3 separate regions of the Sus scrofa genome follow, and regions 1 and 3 are each linked to region 2. Evidence: chromatin contacts called from public HiChIP or PLAC-seq data. All regions are on one chromosome and are shown on one strand. The core of a region is the stretch at or near the end of the contact, and the rest is flanking DNA. Distances in the headings are between cores, read along the strand shown.

Region 1 (2,700 bases), core at 70-2,569, 170 kb after region 2:
TGGGAACCTCCATGTGCCGCGGGAGCGGCCCTAGAAAAAGCAAAAAGACAAAATAAATGAATAAATAAATAAATAAAATGGCCCCAAGTAAGTGCTGAAGTGCCGGGCGTTCCCAAGTGCTAGAAGGCCGTGGTGCGCCCTGCCGAGCACGCGCGTGATAGACGGGCCTCCTGCAGGCGCGAGTTCAGCGCCAGTGGGGTGACCCGAGACAGAGACACACGTGAAACCAGCTTATGGGTTGATCCTTTGATAAGAAGGGATCGGGGGCTCTCAGGAACCTCGTCCTGCATTTCCCCTGGGAATGCTGGTTCCGCGTCGGGCGGTTCACGGTCAGCAGCGACTTTCTGGCCGGATAACTTCCTGACTTATGAGGACCCGCTGTGTCTCTAGCCCTCTTCCTCCCCTGACGCCTTAGGCCTGGATGGCTCCCTGCTTCACTCGTCATCCCCACGGACATCTGCAGGGGGCCTCACGCTCAGCTAGGCACGGTGGAGCCCCAGCCGTGCCCATCCTGGGAGACAGCAGGTCCACCCACGTGACGTGCGGTCACATGTTGGGAGGAAACCCGGATTCCTCCGTTCCTCTCGTGTCCCCATCCAGGCGTTAGTAGTGCCGTCCTTTCTGCCTCCGCGCTCTCCTGAAGCCCCTGCTTTCCTCCACCTCTGCTGCTGCTGCCTGAGCAGAGCCGTGGCATCGCTCCCGTGGGGGCCACGCTGTGTCCCCGAAGCCCATGCCCCCCTCCCCGGGCACCTGACTAGCTGTCCCTTCTCAGACCCAGAGTGGGGAGCCGAGAAGGATTTCATGGTATGGTGGGAGCATGTGGGGTTCTTTGCGTGATGGTGGCTTCTGTAAACTGAGACCTGCCTCCGAACTTGGTAGGAATAGTTTTGAGACTGAAAGGGAGGTGTTTTTTTAAGGGAAAATATACATCTGAACAATAGTTTAAGTACGAGCTTGGAGAAAATCTTGAAGAAACACCCTTTGAAACATAGATCCTTAGAGTTTTCTTATTTGTCTTGTATTTTACTGACGCCTTCTAAATGAGATTTGATTTTAGACCAAACCATGGTTTCCGCTAAGTTTGTTTTTAAAATCAGTGGCAGGTACCCAGAAGCAGTTTGGACCTGGCGCCCACGGGGTGCTCACTGCCTTCCCGCCTCCTCTGGTCTGCGCCCCCCTCCCGCGGGCGTGGCGGCGGCTTCAGCTCCTGGGCCCTGGCTCCTTGCCACGTGTTCGGTTCGCTCTCCGAGCTGAGTAAAAGGATGGGTGGAGTGCCCCGATTTTGTAACGTTGGTCTTGTGGTTTTGCAGAGAAAGGGGGTGACGTAGAATTAGTCAGGCAGAGAGGGAGCAGAGCAGACAGGAAGGGGAGAAGCCGTGCTTGTGCATCAGAGCAGAGGCCCACGGCAGAAGGGGGCGAGCAGGCAGGTGCCCGTGCTCCCCAGCCCCCTCCTTCCCTGCGCCTGCGTGAACACGCTCACAGCCCGAGCCCTGATGTCAGCTGTTCGCATGTTTATTGAAGGCTGGCCATTATTTCTAAAAGTTGTTCATTGAATTTGGTTTCGAAGTGCACAGAACACCCAATGTGGCGATGTGGTCACCCCGCCGCCCCATTAGTCTTGTATTCTCCTAAGTAGTAAAAGTTCCAGAAAGATCGTAGCTGGAAATATCAGTTGAGTTTTTCATAAATGGCTGGTGCTTGTGATGCATTACTTTAATCCCGTTAAAGAATGAGCTTTCCTGATGGCTTAGCCACCACCGTCCCCTGCAGAGCTGTTGGGCATGTTTGATCCTTAAACATGTCCCTTTTGACTCAGGACAGTGTTGAAACCAGCCTTGATCATTCAGTGGGTGGTGAGAATTTGTACGGAGCCGAGGGGACAGCTAATGTGGTTGTCCTGTGATTACCTAAAAGCGTAGAAAGCTTTTTTAGCAGACACTCTTCGTCTTTGAGAAGGGGAGTCCTGGTTCATAGAATCATAAACTCTTTAGAGGGGAAACTTACCACAAGTCCGAGTTTGTTTCCGGTACAGGGGGCGCGATGGGTGACAGTGAGGGGGAGGGGGGGGTGGCGGAGGCGGGAGGGGGGGAATGTGTGTTTCTGGAGCTGGACTCTGAGGGGTAGGTAGGAAAAGGAAAACGACCTTAAAATTTATTTTGTCACAGTGATGCACATGCATAGCCTAAGAGACCATGCGCCACATAAGAGTTTCCACGCTTGCTTGTAACCGCGTTCCTCTCAGAAGTCAAGGGTCTGTCAACTGATGAGGGAATGGACGGGATGGGGTGCGGCCCCGTGGTAGAGTGTTCTTCCACCTTGGAGAGGAACGAAGTGGGGTGCGTGCGACGTGCCTTGAACCCCGAAAACACCGTGCTGAGGGAAAGGACCCGAGGCTGAAGGCCATGCAGGGTCCGTGGGCAGATGCACAGGCTTGGGGTCTGCCGGCGGCTTGGCCTGGAGGCAGGAAGAGTGACTGCTCCTGGGGGCGGGGTGGGGATCTTCTGAGGATGATGAATAGGTAACTTTGTGAGTGTACTGCAAACCACTGAATTGTACACTTTTTAAGAGTGTGAACTGTGTGGTTTGTATATCAAGACAAATTCTGCCTTAAGGAAACAACATGCCGATACCATTTTCAGGTTAAAGTAATTTTCAGGAGTTCCCGTCATGGCGCAGTGGTTAACGAATCCGACTAGGAAC
Region 2 (2,700 bases), core at 165-2,664:
CTGGGAGGCCCCAGAGCCGGGCACAGCCCCTGTGCTTTTGTTCCAGGTCGGGACCTCCGTACCCAGCAGGACACTCGGCAACTTGCGTTTTTCGGCATTGCCACCAGCACCTCCCAAAGGGCTTCCCCTGCACTCCGGAGCTTGATGGCCCCTTTCTGGGGCAGGAACCAGTGGAGGCTAGGAGACGTGACAGTGCTGGCATGTCTGTCCCCAGCACCGAGGCTCCTGAAGCTGGGCGGGGTGTCAGGACTCCCCAGGCTCTCCTGCCGCTTCTGTTTCTGCTGCTCCCCACCCCCGCCACGGATCTTCAGCTTCTCTGGCGGGGACGAGGTGGGCTCCTCTCCTCTTGGGCACTCATTGAATGGTTGGCCTGGTGGCTGGGCAAACTGCCTCCGCAGTGGTTCTCAATCCTGGCTGCATGTTGGAGCCACCCGCGGGCTTTAACGGCAGTGCCCTCCCACCCCAAGGACTGAGGCATCACAGGTCTGGGCGTCAGGAGTTTGTGAAACGCCTGGGTGATCCCCACATGCAGGCCAGGTCCACGGGCATTGGGACATCCAAGGGGGTCACCCTCGTCCCAAGCCTTGGGGTGCAGGTGACAGCAAGAGGGTGTTGATGGCCTCACTTAGCCTTGCAGCCTGGGCTTGGCCTCAATTTCAGGCCAGCTGGTCTCAGGGGCTCACGCCATGGCATCAGGACCTCGGGTCCTCCATCTGTCAGCCTGCCCTCGCCCATCCTCAGCTGGGATGTCCTCAGCAGGGTCTGGGCCACCACAGGCATCAGGAGCTCCAGGCCACCTGCTCCCAACAGGGTCCTGCTCCAGGAGTCTGAAGCTGACCCCCGGCCGGCTGGGATCGCGACGCCTCCCTGACACCATCCGCTCCGACCCACAGGGCCCAGGTCCGGCCCAGGAGAGCTGCCCAAGCTGGGGTGAGACGAGGGTGCGTGCCCAGAGAGCCACGGCACTGGCTCTCTGGAAAGGAAAGGGCGTGGGGGCGAGGCGACAGGACAACTCACCTCCCTCCAGAGGTTCCGCCCGCCCCACCGGAGTGAGCCAGTTGGGTCAGGCGTGTCAAGTGCTCAGAGCAGGGGGGACAGTACTCGAGCAGCCCCGAGGCAGTGTCCCCACTGCTGGCTTTGCCTGAGACCCAGGAAGTGGCTCAGAGCGGTGGCCCCGCCCCAGCGCCCGCCCCTGGCGCCCCTCCAGCCCGGGAGGAAGACGGTTGAAATACAAATGTGGCTGGCAGCCACCCTGCTCCGGCTGCAGAATCAGCCCGGCTGCAGAATCAGCCCGGATGCAGACTTAGGCCCTGGGAGGCAGCCACCCCCACCTTCTCCCCCTCCCCACCCCTCGCTCAGGGCTGAGGGGGCGGCCAGGGAGCCTTGGCAGCAGCCAACCCCAGAAGAGAGCAGTGTCAGGTGGTTTTCTAGAAATTGAAACTAAACTGAGCTCTCTGAAGCCTTTCCTAGGACCAGCCCAACCAAGCTCAGTCCTGGGAGGGTTTTCCAGGTTGATGGTCGGTCTGCAGAGGGATCCTGCGAAGCCATCAGTAGTTGCCCCGGGGAGGTAAGCTCGTGCCTCTTGCTCTCAGGTGGGTGTCCCTCTCCGTCCCTGTTCATGCCCAGCTGGGGATCTGGTGCTCCTCCTGAACCCAGGCACCATCACTGCTGCTCCCATGTCCAAAAGGATTTCTGTGTACAGTTTGGGCAGGCGGTTCGCTGCACAAGGACACCACCCAAAGGGGCGGGCAGGCTCAGAATTCAGGCCGGGTGCTCTCTCAGATTTGCGCGCTCCAGCCCAGGCTAAACCTGTCCAAAGGAAGAGCACAAGGGCACCAATGGGGGCCAGGGTCCCACTTCCCAAACAAGTTAGGCAAAAATGGGTGGCCATGGCCACCCGAAAGGCTGTGGTAACATTTGCATGCCGTATGCCAAGTGCCTGAATGGCTCCATTTCTCAGGGTCAGGCTAGTCCCCTGTGAGCAGTCTTGGCCCAGGGATGCTGGGAGCCCCTGTGCTGGGAGCCCCTGGGAGTCTGGTTCATGCAGGCCCAGGGCGCCACCTCAGGGTCACCAGGCCCTGGCTTGACGGGCACCCACAACAGCAAGCGGTCTCACCCCTGCTTGCTGGACCCTGGGGTGGTGTGGGGGTCCCAGGGTTCTTACTGAACCAGAGTGGTAGTGACACCCCGGCCCACCCCTGTGTGCAGCCACTGGGGGAGGAAGGCAGGTGAAGGGCAGCATGGGGGACCCGGAAAAGCAAAGCAGCGAGAGTTACATGGAGGCAGGAAGTCCAAGCAGGGCTGCCTGTGTGGCCCTGGTGGTCTCTAACCTCTCTGAGCCTCTGCTGCTTGGGGACACTGCCTTCAGAGGTGGCTGTGCCAGGACCACACTGAGCGGGCCCAGCCTGTCTGCTCATCTTGCTCCCTCCCCTCAGCCTCCCCCTCGAACCTCAGCCCTGTCCCCTTTCCTCCAGACCCCCAGGCCAGCATCTCTCACGGCTGCCCGGCCCTCCACTCCCACCCCGTTTCTGTGGCCTTCTCCTCCTGCATCCCTCTGCCTGCCCCGCCCCCTCCCTTCCACAGCTCATGGGGCCCAGAAGCCCCAGAATGTTCTTTGCTGCAGATCTCAGGGCACTCCTGTAAAGGTCCATGGCCTGAAGTTAGAGCCCCACCCTGCAGAGGGCTCCCCGGACCCTCCCA
Region 3 (2,700 bases), core at 138-2,637, 140 kb after region 2:
TATTGTCCGCGGTGGAGAAGCCGAGTGCACGGTGACAGATCTGTCACTTCGGAGATCAATATTGGGCAGAAGCCCGGATTTTACAGGCAGAGGCTGTGTTCTAGGAGTGGGAAACAGGTCCGGGGAGTCGAGCTGTTTGCCCAGGTCATAAGGCAAATAGGAAGCAGATGCAGAAAGTTTCCTCATTCATTTATTCCTTCTGCATGAGAGGAATTACTTTTCTTTGTTGTCTCCTGGGAGGCATATTTTAGGGCTGTCTGGCCAGTAAGGAAACAGGCTGCTGAGACAGGTATTGCAATCCAGGTCTTGTGACCTTTAAGGGACATTTCTGGGGATTTGGGTTGTGCTTTCCTCCAGCAGCTCCGGGGTGCAGCACGTCATGCTGCGTGTCCAGAGCTGTGCACACCAGGAGGAGCCTGGACCTCCCTGTGCGATGAGTGATTTTGATGTCCCTTCCAGCTGAGGCACTTGTAATTTTTATGGGTAACACCAAACCAAGGAAGAGTGACTGCAACTGGGAGTGGCTGGAAAAATGGCGTTTTTCTTCACTTTTCTAAATTAAAAATTGCAGAGGTCCCCACCCCCAGGTGCAGAGCTCAGGCCCATGCTCAGCAAAGGGGGGCAGCTCAGTTTACTGGTGGGAGGGGACTGGTCTGCAAAGTGCAGGCAAATGAAACATGCAGGGAACAGTCTAGAAACTCGTGAATTTAAGAGGCACAGGAATCAAGGTCTCCGAAAGCCTTCATGGCTCAGAGACGAGGTGCTTCCCTTTGAAACTAGATCTGGTAAATAAAGACAAGTAAAAGAAAGTATGAGACTGGGATCTCATGACAGTCACAGTACTAAGATTCAGACCACAGTAATAGTGAATTCAAATATTCTGGTCTTTGGCCAAGGGCCAGGCTCCTCTGGCAATCTGGGCGGGCCTGACCTGCGAAGCTGACGTCAGCGAGGGCCACCCTGCCCTTCAGTGGCCGGACACGACCTTGGGCCTTTGTGGGCGGCCTGGCTTGGGTTGTGTCGCTGGGGCCAGCTCTGCCCTTGCGAAAGCCGAAACCTGCGGGGCCTCCGGAGGCGGCCGGGGCGGGGCTGGGGCTGGGGCGTGGTCGGGGCGGGGCCTCTGGCCAAGGGGCGCGCCGGGGGCGGGGCCTGGGTGGGCGAGCCTACGCAGGAGCGGGCGCTCTAGAGGACGCAGCCCCGGCAGCCCCGGCGGCGCGCGCGCGAACGGCGGGGGCGGGCCTGCGGACCCGGGGGCGGGGCCTGGGCGGGCGCGCGTGCGCAGGCGCCGGCCGGGAAGCGGCCGCGTGCAGGGGAGTGTGTGTGTGCGCGCGCGCAGGCGGCAGGCGGGGCGCCCCGCGGGAGGCGAGGGGCGGGCGGCGGGCGCGGGGCCGGGGGCGGGGCTCCGAGGCGGGCTGGGCTAGTGGGGCCGGGAGCGACGGGACCAGGGGCGAGCGGCGAACCGGGCGTGGAGCTCGGCCCCGGCACCATGGACGAAGACGACAGCTACGGTCAGTATGGCCCGTGGCCCGACCGGCAGACGCCCTCTTTCTCGCTTCCTCTCTTCTCCGGCCCGGCGCCCGGCCGCGCCTCTGGCGGCTCGCGTTTCCCGGGGACGGTGGTGCCGGACGGGAGCCCGGGGCAGCAGGGCCGGGCGGTGGCCTCCGCAGGGCAGGGGTCCGCGGTGGCCCGGAGGCGGAGGGCTGAGGGACGCTGAGGGGCCGGCGTCGCAATGTCCGGGTCTCCAGGGCGGGCGCCGGGGGTCGCCGGGCTGGGGTCTCTGGGGCCGTGGTCGTGGACCGGGGTCTCAGGGCCCGAGTGTCCAGGGTGGGGATCTTCGGGCCGATGCTGGCGAGGCGGGGATCTCCGGCCTCCGGTCTCTGGGACGTGGGTCTTAGGGCCCGGGGTCTCTGGGGCGAGGGTCACTGGGTCTGGGTCCCGGGGGCGAGGGTCGCCGGGGCGAGGATCTCGCGGCGGGGGTCTCGGGCTGCGTTCGCAGAGCGAGGGTCGCGGGGCCGGGGTCTCGGGCTGGGTTCGCAGAGCGAGGATCTCGGGGCGGGGGTCTCGGGGCCGGGGTCTCGGCGGGGGTCGCGGGCCGCTATCCGGCGCGGGCCCGGCCGTCCTGCAGCCCCACCGCGGGCCTCAGCGATCGCTCGAGTCCCCGCGGGCGCGTTCTCCGTAGTTTCCGGCCCTTTCGGTGTTCGCAAGTTGTGTGCCCCGGTCCAGGTCTTTGTTCAGAGCGAAAATGAGAAAACAGAGCCAGCGAACCCGTAGTGGGCAGGCTGCGACTTGAGGGTGCCGTCGGGGCCAGGACCCCGGCCACCCCCGATCGCTGACCGCTGTTGCGTGTGAACTGGCTGCTGGTACGAAACTCCTGCCGGGGAAGCCCGACGGGCGCGGAGTAACCCAAGTTTGCTTTCTTGTCTGCGCACAGAGACGCGGCATCGTAATCACACAACACAGAGAAAACTTGACAAAACTACCATTTTGCAAATCCTCCTCCAGCTAAGCTTACCCTGGAAGCTCTTGGCCAGCGGCAGGGCATTCCTCCCGCAAATAGCTCCAGATCGTGGGGTGCTGCAGGTTCCGTGAGATGCTTTAGTTAAGTCACTGACCATTTTGTTTATAGGAAATTAAAGAGTGGCCTATAGAAGGAGTGGTGAACTTTTGTCGTTTAGTGGCAGAGTTTGAAACGCTTATGAG

Evidence for each region. HiChIP or PLAC-seq counts read pairs in DNA pulled down with a chosen protein or histone mark.
Region 1: an H3K27ac HiChIP or PLAC-seq map of alveolar macrophages shows a contact between it and region 2. The contact joins the enhancer-like site here to the promoter of LGALS3BP in region 2. A contact is called at or near these places in 1 of 5 promoter capture datasets (skeletal muscle), 9 of 47 Hi-C or Micro-C datasets (embryonic fibroblasts, epiblast stem cells, fetal heart ventricle and 6 more) and 2 of 2 datasets of contacts at active chromatin or transcription factors (alveolar macrophages and skeletal muscle).
Region 3: an H3K27ac HiChIP or PLAC-seq map of alveolar macrophages shows a contact between it and region 2. The contact joins the promoter of CYTH1 here to the promoter of LGALS3BP in region 2. A contact is called at or near these places in 1 of 47 Hi-C or Micro-C datasets (fetal heart ventricle) and 1 of 2 datasets of contacts at active chromatin or transcription factors (alveolar macrophages).

The regions. Positions count from the first base shown.
Region 1 is chr12:3,378,267-3,380,966 of Sscrofa11.1, forward strand. All of the region lies in intron 1 of CYTH1 (cytohesin-1), which reads left to right. Among named protein-coding and RNA genes, the nearest start is that of CYTH1, 23 kb to the left of the region's middle. Within about 2 kb of position 1,320, at least 23 of the 83 cell types and tissues checked have an H3K27ac peak or open chromatin away from gene starts, as enhancers often do. A contact at or near this core is called in alveolar macrophages, embryonic fibroblasts, mesenteric adipose tissue and 2 more, where this site is marked.
Region 2 is chr12:3,211,021-3,213,720 of Sscrofa11.1, forward strand. LGALS3BP (galectin-3-binding protein) reads left to right here and starts at 1,415. Exons shown (of 7, transcript XM_021066516.1): 1 at 1,415-1,567.
Region 3 is chr12:3,354,878-3,357,577 of Sscrofa11.1, forward strand. CYTH1 (cytohesin-1) reads left to right here and starts at 1,388. Exons shown (of 13, transcript XM_013989851.2): 1 at 1,388-1,508. The coding sequence starts at 1,487.